Regions from separate parts of the Rattus norvegicus genome. Here region 2 is linked to region 1. Evidence: chromatin contacts called from public Hi-C data. All regions are on one chromosome and are shown on one strand. Each heading gives the region's core, a stretch centred on a gene start, on an enhancer-like site or on the middle of the called end of the contact. The rest is flanking DNA. Distances are from core to core; before and after follow the strand shown. Region 1 holds the start of Mrpl54 (mitochondrial ribosomal protein L54). Region 2 holds the start of Timm13 (translocase of inner mitochondrial membrane 13).

The links. A called contact is a pair of places that touch in the nucleus more often than the background predicts.
Region 2: a contact with region 1 is called in a Hi-C map of liver, with 4 times the contacts expected there. The contact joins the promoter of Timm13 here to the promoter of Mrpl54 in region 1. A contact is called at or near these places in 2 of 12 Hi-C or Micro-C datasets (hepatocytes and liver).

What each region holds. Positions count from the first base shown.
Region 1 is chr7:9,098,618-9,105,478 of GRCr8, forward strand. Mrpl54 (mitochondrial ribosomal protein L54) reads left to right here and starts at 4,908. Exons shown (of 3, transcript NM_001106770.1): 1 at 4,908-5,066; 2 at 5,937-6,093. The coding sequence starts at 4,949. It overlaps Apba3 (amyloid beta precursor protein binding family A member 3), which reads right to left and starts at 2,751. Exons shown (of 10, transcript NM_031781.1): 1 at 2,107-2,751; 2 at 1,990-2,029; 3 at 411-556; 4 at 244-330; 5 at 2-163. The coding sequence starts at 2,667.
Region 2 is chr7:9,457,984-9,464,682 of GRCr8, forward strand. Timm13 (translocase of inner mitochondrial membrane 13) reads left to right here and starts at 1,763. Exons shown (of 3, transcript NM_145781.2): 1 at 1,763-1,917; 2 at 1,991-2,059; 3 at 2,285-2,866. The coding sequence starts at 1,798. The coding sequence ends at 2,383. Lmnb2 (lamin B2) reads left to right here. Exons shown (of 12, transcript NM_001305235.1): 12 at 1-1,359. Tmprss9 (transmembrane serine protease 9) reads right to left here. Exons shown (of 18, transcript NM_001395516.1): 15 at 5,103-5,274; 16 at 4,364-4,626; 17 at 4,144-4,280; 18 at 3,015-3,330. The coding sequence ends at 3,169.

The sequences.
Region 1 (6,861 bases), core at 3,658-6,157:
CATCCTCTGAATGGAAGACATGGCATAGCATCTTGTAGAGCTGCCGCTGGCGGTCCTGAGAAGTTGTCCTCTTGGCCAGCCGCCTGCGCGCCATCAAGACCAGCACAGGCCCAATGTCCGCGATGTAGGAGATGGTCTGCAGGGCATGGTCCATCAGGGCATCCTGTGGACACACACTGGGTGGGCTGAGGGCATCTCTGGGACCCCCAATATTCACGACAGTTGAGCCAGCCCTCCGGGTACCTGGGAGTCAGCAGCCAGCACTTTCACGCGCTTAGTGGAGATAAAGATGTCTACCTCGGTCATGGGCTGGGTCTCACCTTCAGGGGCCTGCAGGGTAGGGAGGGACACAGGAGTTTGAGGTGGTTGGGACACTGCACCCTACAGCGCGGAACCCTGCCCTGGCTCACCTTGACCCGATCCATGGCCTCCTGCGCCTGCCCCATGCGTGTGCTGGGCGGCGGGTTGCGCTCAGACAGCAGCTGGGTGGAGCCCAGGTATTTCGCCCCGAAGAGGACTCCGTCCATGAGCTCCTCCTGTCCACAGGGACCTGGAACTGCAGATGACAGTGAGGGGTGCAGCCAGGCCGGCCCATCATGAGGCACTCCACAGACTCTGGGATCCCCAGTCCCTGGGCTGTTGCTCAAGAAACTCATGGTTCTGTCCCATGGCTTAGCATGCAGAAGACCCTGGCCTAGAAGACTCCAGAGGGCTCAGTGTATGTGGCCAGCTCTGTATCTGCCACTCCCAGGAACCCTGGGAAGTTTTACCCCTAATATGAGGCACCCTCAGGGGGAATGGATCCAAAACAGGACCTCCTGACCAGGCCGGAGCTCAGGGCCTCACAGTGGTGAATCAAATCCCTGATATTCTAGAGTCAGGCAGGGCCTGTGATATAGCTCAGTGGGTAAAGGCACTTTCAGCCAAGCGAGATACCCTGAGTTTGATCCCTGGGACAAGGAACTATGGGCAGAGAACTGACTCCCACAAGTAACCCTCTGCCATATGCAATAAATGCAAAACATAAGAAATAAGGTCAAGGCCATTTTCCACGATGATCTAGAACTCTCTCCAGTCAGCCTGGGGTGTCTCCAAGTCCAGGTCCTCGAAAGCCCTCTAGCAATCCCACCCACGATTCTTGATCTCATGACCCTTGCTCACAGTGCCAGATCATTCTGTTTTGTTATTACTTTTTAAACCCTGAGCTATGGAGCCAAAGCTGGTGTGGAACCTGCCATCCTCCTGCCTCAGCCTCCTGGGTGCTAGGGCTCCTGTTTTACAACTTCCAGGTTACCCCAAAGGTAACATCTGGGGCTCTAAGCACTCCCTTTTGAGTAGGATACTATTCCTTCTGTGGTTCTAGAACTCTCCAAACTACATAGATGCAGGCAAAATTCTAAGATCTTGGCCCTCCTGAGATAAATCCCAGCGTCAACCTTGATTCTACAGCCTTCTGCGATACAGGGCTGTGCGGCTGCTCTCACCACTGCAGCACTCCCTGGCATGGGAGAGTTCCAGAACATTCCAGTCTGACAAACTGCTTATTCCCAGGCCTTCAGGGCAAGGATCAGTAACCCCAGGAACCTCTGTTCCCACTTCCCTGGTACTAGGTTCTGGTTGCTGCCTCAACTGGCTTTTTAAATGGGCTATGAGGATTCAAACCCAAGTCGTTGTGCTTCTGTGTCAAGCACCACCCCACTGAGCAGTCTCCCCAACCATCAAAATTTGCATAAAACTGTAAACGCCATTTTTAGCTCACAAGACTCCACAGAGCAGCCTGGAGCTGGCCTTTGCCAACCAGTGTTTAAACCAGTGTGACTTCTAGAACATCCTACAGCTTATGTCACCGCTTGGATATCTAGGATCTACTCTAATTCAATTGTCCTCTCTAGACCTTGATCGTTGCTGGCAAATTTTGTGTCATGTTTGGGAACCCATTTTTGGGCTGTTCGAGAACATTCTGATTCCTGTGTGAGAATAAACACTCACCCTCGGAGACGGCAGGGCACGAAGCCAGGGTCTCCTGGCTCTGGAAGATAAAAGAGGGACAGGACTGAATCCCCAGCCATGGCTGAGAGTCAGGGGTCAGAGGAGGTGGACACTAACCTGGGTACCCACGGGTGGATCTCGATGTGTCACCAGGGGTGCTGTCTCTAGCCACAGCTCCGGGGAGCTGCTGGAACTCCTGTTGTCTGCTGGCTCTGTCCCTTCCATCCATCCAGGGTCCCCACCGGGGTCCTCTGGTGGCTGCAGAAGGCGGGGTGCAGCCTGTGCAGGATCTGGGGGAACGGATTGGGCAGGCAAAGAGGCCTCACACCTCAGCAGACCCAGAAGGTTGTCCCCACCTGCCTCGGCTGACAGGAGCCCACCAGCATCCAAATTCTCCTGGGTGGCTAGGCCTTGGCCAGTGGCAATGTGCAGGGGACAGGGGGCTCCATCTGGGAACTGGCCACCCAGGTCGCTGGGCAAAGCTTCCAACTGCTGAACCAGCGCCCGCACACTGGATGTGTCCAGCTCCATCTCGCTCAGGGTATCGGGGCCTCTGGGCCCTAAGGCCCACTGCGTGTTAGAGGGATGGTCCTCAGAGGGAACCTCGGGGCCTTTGGGCTCCTCCAAGTCCATGGTCGGGGGCCCTGGGGGATGCTGGGGTTCTGGCAGGAACTCCATGTCTGGGATCCAGGTTCAGGCCGGCATTGTCACCAAGCTGGAAGACGAGGGCTCTGAGTGCGGAACTCGTAGACAAGCCATGGTCCTACAGGTGTCAGGTTCCATTCCCATGGGGCCTGCCAAGGAGGAAAGGCCCCCATTTCACACAAAAGTCAGCCAAGAACTCAGGTGCCTGCCCCAGATCTGCGGCTCCGGACCTCAGAACTCAAGCTCCAGACACTAGAACTGAGGCTGCGGACACAGAACTCAGACATTGACGGTAACTCAAGCACTGTCCTCCAGAACTCAGGCTTCTGTCCCTAGAACTCAGGCTCTGTCCTCTAAAACCCAGGCTCTGGCCCCTAGAACTCAGGCTTGGGTCATGGAACTCAAGCTGCTCCCCTAGAATTCATGCACTGGTCCTGGGAACTCAGGCTCCGGCCCCTAGAACTCAGGCACTGACCGTGGAAAACTCAGGATCCAGCCCCTAGAACTCAGGCACTGACCATGGAAAACTCAGGCTCTGTCCTCAGAACTCAGACTTCAGCCTCAGAACTCATACACCGCCCTCGGGTCGCCCACTGGAGCCCATCCGGTCCCGCGCGGCCCGCAGTACCTGTGCCTCCGGCCCGGGCGGAAATATCCGGTGCGCCCGTCCTTCCAGGAGAGTCAGCAGCTCTCTGGGATCCCAGCTTTGGAACCGGATCATCGGTCAGTGCACTATCCAGGCATATTGCGCATGCGCACTCACGGAGGCCTGCTGGGAAATGTAGTCCCCGCGGCCGCTCTCTCCTTACGCGGAATCGCTAGGGTTGCAGCATAGATAGTAGACCACAGGTTCGAATCCCAAGACTCCAGGAACGGAGGAGAGGCCCAAACCGGCTTTTCTATTCTAAAATCGGGTTCTGCATCACTTCACGGCACAAACGGCTGAGGTAGGATATGGGGAGAAACCAGGGAGGATAACAGTAAAGATCGTGTGACTTAAAAATTTGGAAGTTATTGAGGATGGACTTCCAGTTTGGATCTCAGTAGGGATCTATAACAGCACAATCTCGAGTGGACAGGGGAATTTACAACGCGGTTCTAGTTATAGACTAGGGACAATGATAATCCCTAAACTTAACTGTGTGTTCTCAAAGAGTTCACCTGGTTAGGTTTGTTAGCAGTGAATCTAGAATATTCTAGCACTAGTGTATTTATTCTTGAGACAAGTTGACTTCGAACTCCTGATCCTCCTGCCTCAGCTTCCTGTGTGCAGCCAGCTTCCATTTCTGTGGTGCTGGGAGTAGAACCAGGCTGCTACCAAGCCCCAATCACCCCCCACCCCCTTCTTCTATTACTACAGGGATCACTATGTAGAGTAGGCTGGCCTGGAACTCACCTCTGTCTCCCAAGTGTGGGGTTAAGTGGGAGTTCATCACACCTGGCTACCCTTATGTTCAAGCCAAGATCTTATATAGTTTAGGCTGACCTCAAAATTGCTGTGTAGGACAGAGTGAACCGAACTCCTGATCCTCCTGCCTCCACCTCCACATCACAACTGCCGTCCTTTTAAGCTTTCAAAAATTTCACATGGGATATAAACATGAATTTACTGTGACTTTTTAAAAATTTTTAAAAACATTTATTTATTTTGTGTATGTGAGTACACTGTCGCTGTCTTCAGACACACGAGAAGAGGGCATCAGATCCCGTCACAGATGGTTGTGAGCCACCATGTGGTTGCTGGGAATTGAACTCAGGACCTCGGGAAGAGCAGCCCTGGTGCTCTTAGCTGCTGAGCCATCTCTCCAGCCATACTGTGACATTTAAAGTTACTAAAAAATCTAAATCCTTGTTGATGTTGTTGTTATTTTAAGAAAGGGTTTCTCTGTGTAGTCCTGTCTGTCCTGGAACTCATGAAGTAGACAAGGTTGGCCTTGAACTCAGAGATCATCTTACCTCTATCTCCCGAGTACTGTGATTAAAGGTGTGCCATCACCGCTTGAACTAAGGGCAGGAATTTTATAAAATATTCTTTGAACAGGCGATAGCTACAGAAGTTCAAATTAGTCATTAGACTGCCAAAGATTTTTTTTAAAAAGACTACATTTCGGGGCTGGGGATTTAGCTCAGTGGTAGAGCGCTTACCTAGGAAGCGCAAGGCCCTGGGTTCGGTCCCCAGCTCCGAAAAAAAGAACCAAAAAAAAAAAAAGACTACATTTCCCAGAAGGCCGCGGGGCACCTCCAACGCCCTAAAGAGGCTCTGGAGCGCTGCCGTAACACGGAAGCATGCACGTGTGAGCGGCCGGCGAGCGTCATGGCGGCCGCCAGTCTCCTCGGGGCAACCCGGGTGTGGGCCCGCTGGCATCCCCGGGCGCTCCCGGTCCCCGGGAGACCTGGAGAATTATTTATCCGGGAATATGCCAAGAAGGCAGGTGAGCAGGCTCCGAAGGAAGCAACGTGGGTACGGCGGGCGCGCTGCTGGGGAGGTGGGGCTCCGAGGTTTAGCTGCGCAGGCGCAGCGACACGAAGGCCGAGCGGAACGGAACGCCTCTGGCGTTCGCTCTTGCCTCGGCGCTCAGTGCGCAGGTGTAACCCTTGTGGGCCAGGATGGGGCGGGGCCAGACTGGGTTCCGCGCTCCAACTTTGAGTAAATCGTCAAACAACCAACATCAACTAAGTTATTGTCATTATTTTAATTTAGGAAGTAATGTGGGTGGACATATTGGTTCAATGTGCAAAGTGCTTGCCGCGAAAGCCTGCGCACACCTTTAATCCCAACATTGGGCGGGGAGAGTCAGGGTGATTTCCGTGAGTTCCAGACCTGCCAGGAAGACCCACCCCATCTCAAAAAAATTTTTTTTTCTTTTAATGTTTTCTTTTTTGGTGTTGTTCCAGGAGACTACATAGTGACACGCTCTCTCCAAAAATAAATAAGTAAAAATGTTTGTAAACACAGTTCCATGCCAAGTTGGCCTAGAGTCACTGAGCCATCTCTCTACTCTCAAGGTTTTGTTGTTGTTTTGTTTTTTGAGACAGGGTCTTATGACTCTCCAACCTCAACTCCAGAATGCTGGGATGATAGGCATGTGCCACCATGTCAGCATCACTGAATGGAAGAGGGTTGTGTGGTACAGACTGGGCCTTCAGAGCACATGGGTGGGATAGGTCTGTGCTGTAACAAGGGACCCCGTTATGCATGGAGGTGCTGGGGTTGTTGGTCCCTGGAGCCAGGAGACCACACAGGAGTGTTGAAGGAAGGCAGAGCTGGGCAGGCTGGACTGACCTGTGCTCTTACTTTGCAGTCAGCAAGGGTGGCAAGGGTGGCGTGGCCGCTGAGGCCCTGAAGGACCCCGAGGTGTGCACAGACCCCTCTCAGCTCACCACACACGCCATGGGGGTCAACATCTACAAGGAAGGCCAGGAGGTGGCCCTGAAGCCAGACTCTGAGTACCCGACATGGTGAGTGTGCCACACTGCCTCGGAACCTTGACACCAGCCTCTAGGAACACGATAGTCCAGGATAGCTCACTGGGGCCTGCTGGGCATGCCTACCCTGGGGCCTGCTGGGCATGCCTACCCTGGGGCCTGCTGGGCATGCCTACCCTGGGGCCTGCTGGGCATGCCTACCCTGGGGCCTGCTGGGCATGCCTACCCTGGGGCCTGCTGGGCATGCCTACCCTGGGGCCTGCTGGGCATGCCTACCCTGGGGCCTGCTGGGCATGCCTACCCTGGGGCCTGCTGGGCATGCCTACCCTGGGGCCTGCTGGGCATGCCTACCCTGGGGCCTGCTGGGCATGCCTACCCTGGGGCCTGCTGGGCATGCCTACCCTGGGGCCTGCTGGGCATGCCTACCCTGGGGCCTGCTGGGCATGCCTACCCTGGGGCCTGCTGGGCATGCCTACCCTGGGGCCTGCTGGGCATGCCTACCCTGGGGCCTGCTGGGCATGCCTACCCTGGGGCCTGCTGGGCATGCCTACCCTGGGGCCTGCTGGGCATGCCAGAGAGTGCACAGAACCATATGTCCCCAAACGCTGAAGGGGCAGGGGCTCTGTTTCTTGAAGTTTATGACTGACCCTTGGTTCAGGGAAACACAGGGCTGCTCATCAACAGAAATACCCACCCCCTTCCCAGAGCAATCTGAACAGGCAGATCTGATGGGGCCCCATTCTCAGGAGATTGGGAGAGGCAGGGCAGTGGGGTGCAGACTGGGTAGTGTTTCCTCGGGAG
Region 2 (6,699 bases), core at 513-3,012, 360 kb after region 1:
TATAGAGGCCTGGGCTGGGAACCTGGAGGCTGTGGGACTTGGGCCTGGATCTGGGGCAGGAGAATGCCTGCTAGTTCAGGGTGGACCTTGTATGACACTGGTGATTCAGAGGTTTTCTTTGAAACTTTTCAAATCAAGTCAGAATCCATGTTTGGATTTAAGGAAATCAAATTCAGAAAGAGGGCTGTGGGGCTCACTAGCCTGTCAGGTTGGTGGCTCATAGGACACAGGACAGACGCTCCTCTCCTGGAGTTGTTGGCGCTTGCAGAGCACCTGAACCCAGGGACGGTCCAGCTTTGTGCTCTGAGTCTGAAGGGTTTATAATAGTCCCTAGCTTGAGGGCATTCAGAGGCTTCTCTGGGCCCAGATTCTAAAATGTTCTAGTCCCTTCTAAAGCTGAGGGCTCAGAAGGAGGGAGCTCACTCACACATGGGGTGGTTCCTCCCATCCTAAGACTGAAGGGGACAGGCAGATCGTGGGCGTTGTGTATTCAGGATCAAAGGCTGCGGAATCCCAGCCAGTGACTGCTCACAGGCGTGTGGCCAGGCTAGCTGTGCAACTGGCCTCACGTGTATGTACCCTGCGCGGCCCCTCTCTGAACCACCCTGAAAACGAGGCCTGGAAACTTGCTTCCCTGCGACTAAACGCCAGGAGCCAGCCAGTTTTACCTGTCACCTCCCCACCAATGACACATGGTATTTTTTTAAAGAATATTTATTTTTTTACATCAGTAGCCCAGCTCACTGGGACGCTGCTCTGGGAGTGCAGGCCTGGAGCTGCCACAACTGGGGGTTACCTATGACAGCTTCCTTTACCGAGCTGTCGGGAGTGCTGTCTCCCTCCTGGCACAGCTGATGGTAGTAGGGAGAATTCAGGCCTAGTCTTCCCCCAAGGCAAGAGCTCTTGGCCACAGGAAGCCACCACTGCCACCGACCTCCAGAATCCACCAGCCACCTCCTGCTTCTAGATACCTCCGTTTTCTTTAAGTGACCGGTGTTGGATCCTGGATAGTGGTAGCTGACTGCAGTCACTGCTGCCTTGCTGCCTTGCCCACAGTGCAGGTGCTCTCCAGTGTACCGCGAACTGGAGCTGGCTTCCTTGTGGTTGAAGAGCAGGTCTAGAGTAATCTGCAGGTCCTCAGAGGTCTGTTTCTGGTCCGGCCAGGCGAGGTGGTTACCGGAGTGGCACTTCTACTGGGAGCCGCCTGCACTGCACACATTGCTCAGCTTCTACAGATCCTTTCTTTTATAAGATGCATGCCAAACGTGTTCCACTTTTTCTTTTCTGCCTATGATTTGTAATATACATTTTACTACTGGGAACTTTTGTACACTCAAATAAACACTGATTTTAACTGCAGCCTCTGAGTTGATCCTCTGTCCCCGAAAGGAACCGCGAGAATTTTACATGGTACTCAAGCGCAGCGGGGAGGTCCTCAGTGAAATGAAACTCCAGCCTTTGCCAGGGCGTTAAAAGTCAGTGTGCGCATGCGGGAAGTTGCACAGCCCTCTGGGAATTGTTAGGGATTAGCCAAAGGGCTGTGCTCCGGGTTCAATTTAGGGACGGCGCGCACAACCTGGTGGGAGCAGTAGTAAATTTCCCATAGAGCTATGGGTGGTCATAGGCACAGTGCACGGATTCATGGGAGATGTAGTTTAACGTGTTTCCATGGTGACTCAGGCCCTGGTGACGACGCGCGCCGCCTTGTGGGAATCGACACAGCCTCCGTTTCCCGTGGTGCCCCGACTTCCGCCTACGGTCGGCGCGCGCTACCGCGACCCGGTTGTCTGAGCAGCCATGGACAGCGGATTCGGCTCGGACTTCGGCGGCACGGGTGGTGGGAAGCTGGACCCGGGAGCCATTATGGAACAGGTGAAAGTGCAGATCGCCGTGGCCAATGCGCAGGAGCTGCTACAGGTGCGGGGCGTGCTGGGGTTGGTGGTGGGTTCCCCCAGTTGAGTCCCCGCTGAGGCCTCGCATGTGTCCACAGAGGATGACGGACAAGTGTTTCCGGAAGTGCATCGGGAAGCCCGGGGGCTCCTTAGATAACTCGGAGCAGGTGAGACACCCCGGGAACCGGGGGGGTGGTGAGGGGCGCAGGGTCAGGAGCTTCTAGGGGTTAAGGGATCTGCGCGTGCGCGGCCTTTAGCCGCAGCTTACTGAGGAGTCCGGCGCGTGCGCGGAGTTGGAACTGGCTTCTGCGCCTATGTAGGTGCAGCCTTAGTGGGAGCTCCTGGGGTCACATGACCCTAATTCAGTCAGGGATCCCCTCCACGCTTTGCAGAAATGCATCGCCATGTGCATGGACCGGTACATGGACGCCTGGAACACCGTGTCCCGCGCCTACAACTCCCGACTGCAGCGGGAACGAGCCAACATGTGACCAGGACCTGTGCCTCACGGTCGGAACTGTTTTCCCTACCAGTAACGGCAGCTCCTTCCAGCCGCCCCGAAGTCTGGCAGCATGGAGGGCTCCGGGGTCGAGGCCTCTACCCAGGGCTGCTGCGTCCAGCTCAGTCTCAGAAGAGAGTGAGGACCTGTTCGAGCGCGGGGATCTGGCTGGCCCCACTGACCTGTGACCTCATGAGAGCAGGCCAATAAATCGCTGCTGGGGCAGAAAACCTGGCGTGTCACCTCACTGCTTCAGTTCCCTTCCCCAGAGTAGGCCCCGACCTCCCAGGGTATCTTTCTCCTTGGTGTCTCTGGGCTGCTGGCTCTCGGGGAATTCGGAGCGTGGTCTCAGGTGCCTCTTCATCCCAGATAGAGACCAGCCAGGATAAGAAGCATAGCTCCGGGTAGCTCATCAGCTGTCCTGCATGAGGCCCAGGGTGCCATCCTCAACTCTGAATAAACCAATTGTGGTGCACACCTGTTGACCTAGCACTTGCGGGTAGGGTGAGTGTGGAGGCAGGAGGATTGGTACTTGAGGCTGTCCCACAGAACAAAGGCCCCAAAGGAGGCGAGTTGGAGACATGCCTGGAGACTCGTGGCTTCAACAGAGGTACTGAGCCAATAGGAGAAGGGACTCTGTTTATTGGAACAATATACACGGTCACAGCTAGTTCTTGTCGGACCCCCATGTGTGTTCCGCCACCGACTCCCCACCGTGGGTTGGGTGGCCAGCAGTTGTGTTTGTAGTCCATGCCTGGGTCGCTGGCCACGGGGGTGTCATTCCCGGATATTCTGGCCTATCCATCCTAGTACAGCAGCCACTCGAGTGTAGACACCTGGGAAGTGCGGCCTGCCACAGCCGTAGCCCCAACTGGTGACCCCAGTTAGCACCCATTGGCCAGATGGCTCCCTGCAGGCCAGGGGTCCCCCTGCATCACCCTGAAGGAGAGAGTGTTCTCAGGCTGCAGCCCTTGGGAGCAGGTATGATTCCTGCAACTGCACCTCTTTGCTGGACACTAACGAGGACCTTTAGTGGGAGAGCAGCGGCCAAAGAGCCTCACCTTTGCCGTGTGGGAAATGGGTTCAGTACTAAGGTGCTTTGTTACTTGCTCTGGCTGCGCCTCTGCCGGGCCCTTGTCCCGAGAACCAGCACGTGTGCATGCTGTGCGCCGTCAGGCCACGGCAGGCTTGAATGGTTATCTTTATTGTTGACACGGGGTCTTTCCGTGAACCTGGACGTGGGTGGTGGCCAGGTCCCAGCTGTGTCCCCCACCCTCGCTGCTACCCGTACCGAATGGAGTTACAAGTGCACGTAGTCTGTAAGCACGGCCTTTATGATTCCTGGGGATCTGTGCTCAGTCTTGGCGTTCCCACAGCAAGCATCGCATAGAACCCGGAGATCTCCCTGATCTATGTGTTACCCGGCAAGCTGGTCTTAAACTCAGTAGTCGCCCTGCCTGGAGCCTCCAGTAGGATGTGAGGTTGGGAAGCTACACGTTGTGAAATGTGATGCCCCCAGAGTCAGGTGGGCTGGGGGAGACTTGGGCAGGCTGAGTCAGAAAATTGTCACACAAACGTGAGGGCCCAAGTTAAACCCCAAAACCCACATAAAAAGCCAGGTATGGTGAATGTGTGTGCCGCGGCCAGAGCTCAGGATTCCTGGGACTCACTGCCTCATAGGACGGTGGCGGTGCAGGACTTCGGGCCAACCTGGGCTACATACATGAACTAAGAACCCTTGTCTCCACTCACCGAGCAGCTGTCCACGCCACCCTGCGGGAAGCCTGCGCACAACATACGACTGCTGATCTGTACCGGGTAGAAGCGGCGACATGTCTGTTCACTGAGGACCCTCACCGCAGCCTTCTGCAGCTGCCTCGCCATGGAGCCTGTGGACCCAACCCAGGGAGTAGGTGTGGGTGGGGAGTGCCTCCAACACGCCCTGCGCGGCGCCCAGCGCACAAGTGCCTACCTCCTTCTCGCAGCGAACCCCAGCCAGTGATGACACAGCGCGCGCCTTCAGGAGGACGAGTGGGACCTGGTAGGCAGATGGGTCGCACCAAGCGGCTACGGCGCACAGGCCCCGCCAGCTCCAGCAGCGCCACGTCATAGTCCAGCGTGTAGATGTTGTAGAACGGGTGGCGATAGATGCGTGCCACACGCTCCAACTGGCCCTCCGTGCTGCTCAGGAACGGGGTCCCCAGGAAGGCTGCCCACTGCATAGGGTCCCCATAGCTGCAGGGCGCGCGTATGTGTGGGCAGTGTCACTGTCCCACGCCTGCCCAAGACACCGACCGTCCCAGTGGAAATGGGCTGCTCTGTTCCCTCCCCAACTCAAGCTCACGCAGCCATGAAGGGTGTCCCTCTGAGGGAACCCCACCACTGCTCAAACACCGTCTGGAGAACCAACCCACTAGGTATCAAGGCTCTGGACCCCCACTAGGTTAACTAGTGGAAATGGGGGACATGTGCATGTACACACACACACACACACACACACACACACACATCAGCAGCCCCGGTCATTTATGCTAGGGCTCTGGACGCTCAACCCTCCAGAGTGCAGTCTCCCATCTGTCCTTTCACCTTGTGACCGACTGGCACAAGCTGGGGGTCCCTTAAGGGGTCCTCCATGCCCAGAACCCTGCCAAGGACGGGCCTTGGGGTCAGAGGAAGGACAGGTGGTCTCCCGCACCCGGGGCAGGACTCACACGTCGAAACAGTGTGCTGCAGACAGAAGCCACCTCTCGGCCACCAGTACCGCCCCACAGCGGTGCTCCCTGCGCCGCAGCCACAGGCTCACTTGCCAGGGCCATTCTCCAAGCGAGGCTGCGCTGCCGCCCACTATCCGGGTCAGGGCCCCTGGGGGTGCCAGGCCGCAGTCTGTGAAAGAGCGAGTACTGTGAACCCGGTGCAGAGCGTCCTCTTCCTACCCACCCCGAGGTTGGGACCCCAACCCAGCACCCTGTGCCCTGTGGGAGGGGCAGAGGGTGGCTTCGTGTAACACCCAACCGGCGCTTCCTTCCCAGCCACTGGCCACCACCCGGACATTAGGTTGGGTGTCCCTTTCTGACCCAGCCTCAACCAACGCAAAAGGAACCCAGGGAAAGGAAGACTTCTAAGGTCCGTTCCGAGGAGTGGGAGATGCAGGAGAGTGGTTTCAGAGGTCCTCAGCCTGGGCAGTCCCCTTCCTAAAGTGAGCGGTGGGCACGGTGCCCGCGGAGCTGGAGTCCCACCTTGGGGCTTCCCTAGCTGAGAGTCCCAGGTCACTGCAATTGCCAGAGTCAAGGTCAGATTGAACTGAATGTCAGGCTGGGGAAGCCAGTGCTCATCTGCATGGGACAGACGCTCAGGTGTGGGGTGTCCTGAGTCACAGGGCTTCTGCTGTGACCCCAAGGGCCCACTGCCCCTGCATGTGGTTCTGACCCCATCTGCTGTTTCAAAGCCACCAAAGCCGCTCAACACTGCCTCCATATTGCTTCAAGTGGAAGAACATCCTCCATGGCCCAGTACTAAGATGTCATAGTGACCTTAGGAGCAGCACCCCAACAGTAATGAGAAAGGGGTGAGAAAGGTCTAGCCTAGGACCTTCAGGAACTCACCCAAGGCAAGTGTCCCCACAGCAGGGAGTCACAGCTGGAGTGCCTGGGTGGGGGGCACTTGTAGGACAGTGGGAGGTAGAAAGAAACACAGCCTCTCACCAGCTCTACTGCCTGTGTACCTGAGGGACCCTAGCCAGGGGACCCTGTCCATCTCTGCTCATGCTACACCCACACATGCTCGGGGTTGGGGGGAGACCTGACCACACAAAACAGAGGTGGTAATGTCCTCACCTCTGCAGCCATCTGCTTTTCCCAGCTTTTGTAAAAAGTCAGGGTTTTGAGACACTATCTCACTATACATGCAGCCAGATGGGCCTTAAAGTCCAGGCAATTCTCCTGCCTCAGCTCCAAGACTTAAGGTGTGCAGTACCATACCCAAAGCTGCAAAGGCTTAGGTGAGGGATTACTCTTCTGTCCTCCTCTCTCCCTTCCTCCGGATATTGCTCCCCCTCCTCTCTCTGACCACGCCCCCAGGCCCTCGTGGAGGGCGGGGTTCTTGGCGGGGCTCCATCCCTGAGCTCTGTCTTGCTCCTGTTTGCTGATTAGAGGCATTCTCACTAAGTGATCACACTAGCCTTGAAAGCCCCTTAGAGCCCAGGCTGGCCTAGAGTTTGTGATGCTCCTGTCATGTAGCTGAGATAACACGTGTTTGCCTTTAGGCCCAACCATCAGGAGGATCAGGAGTTCAAGGTCAGCCTCAGCTAGT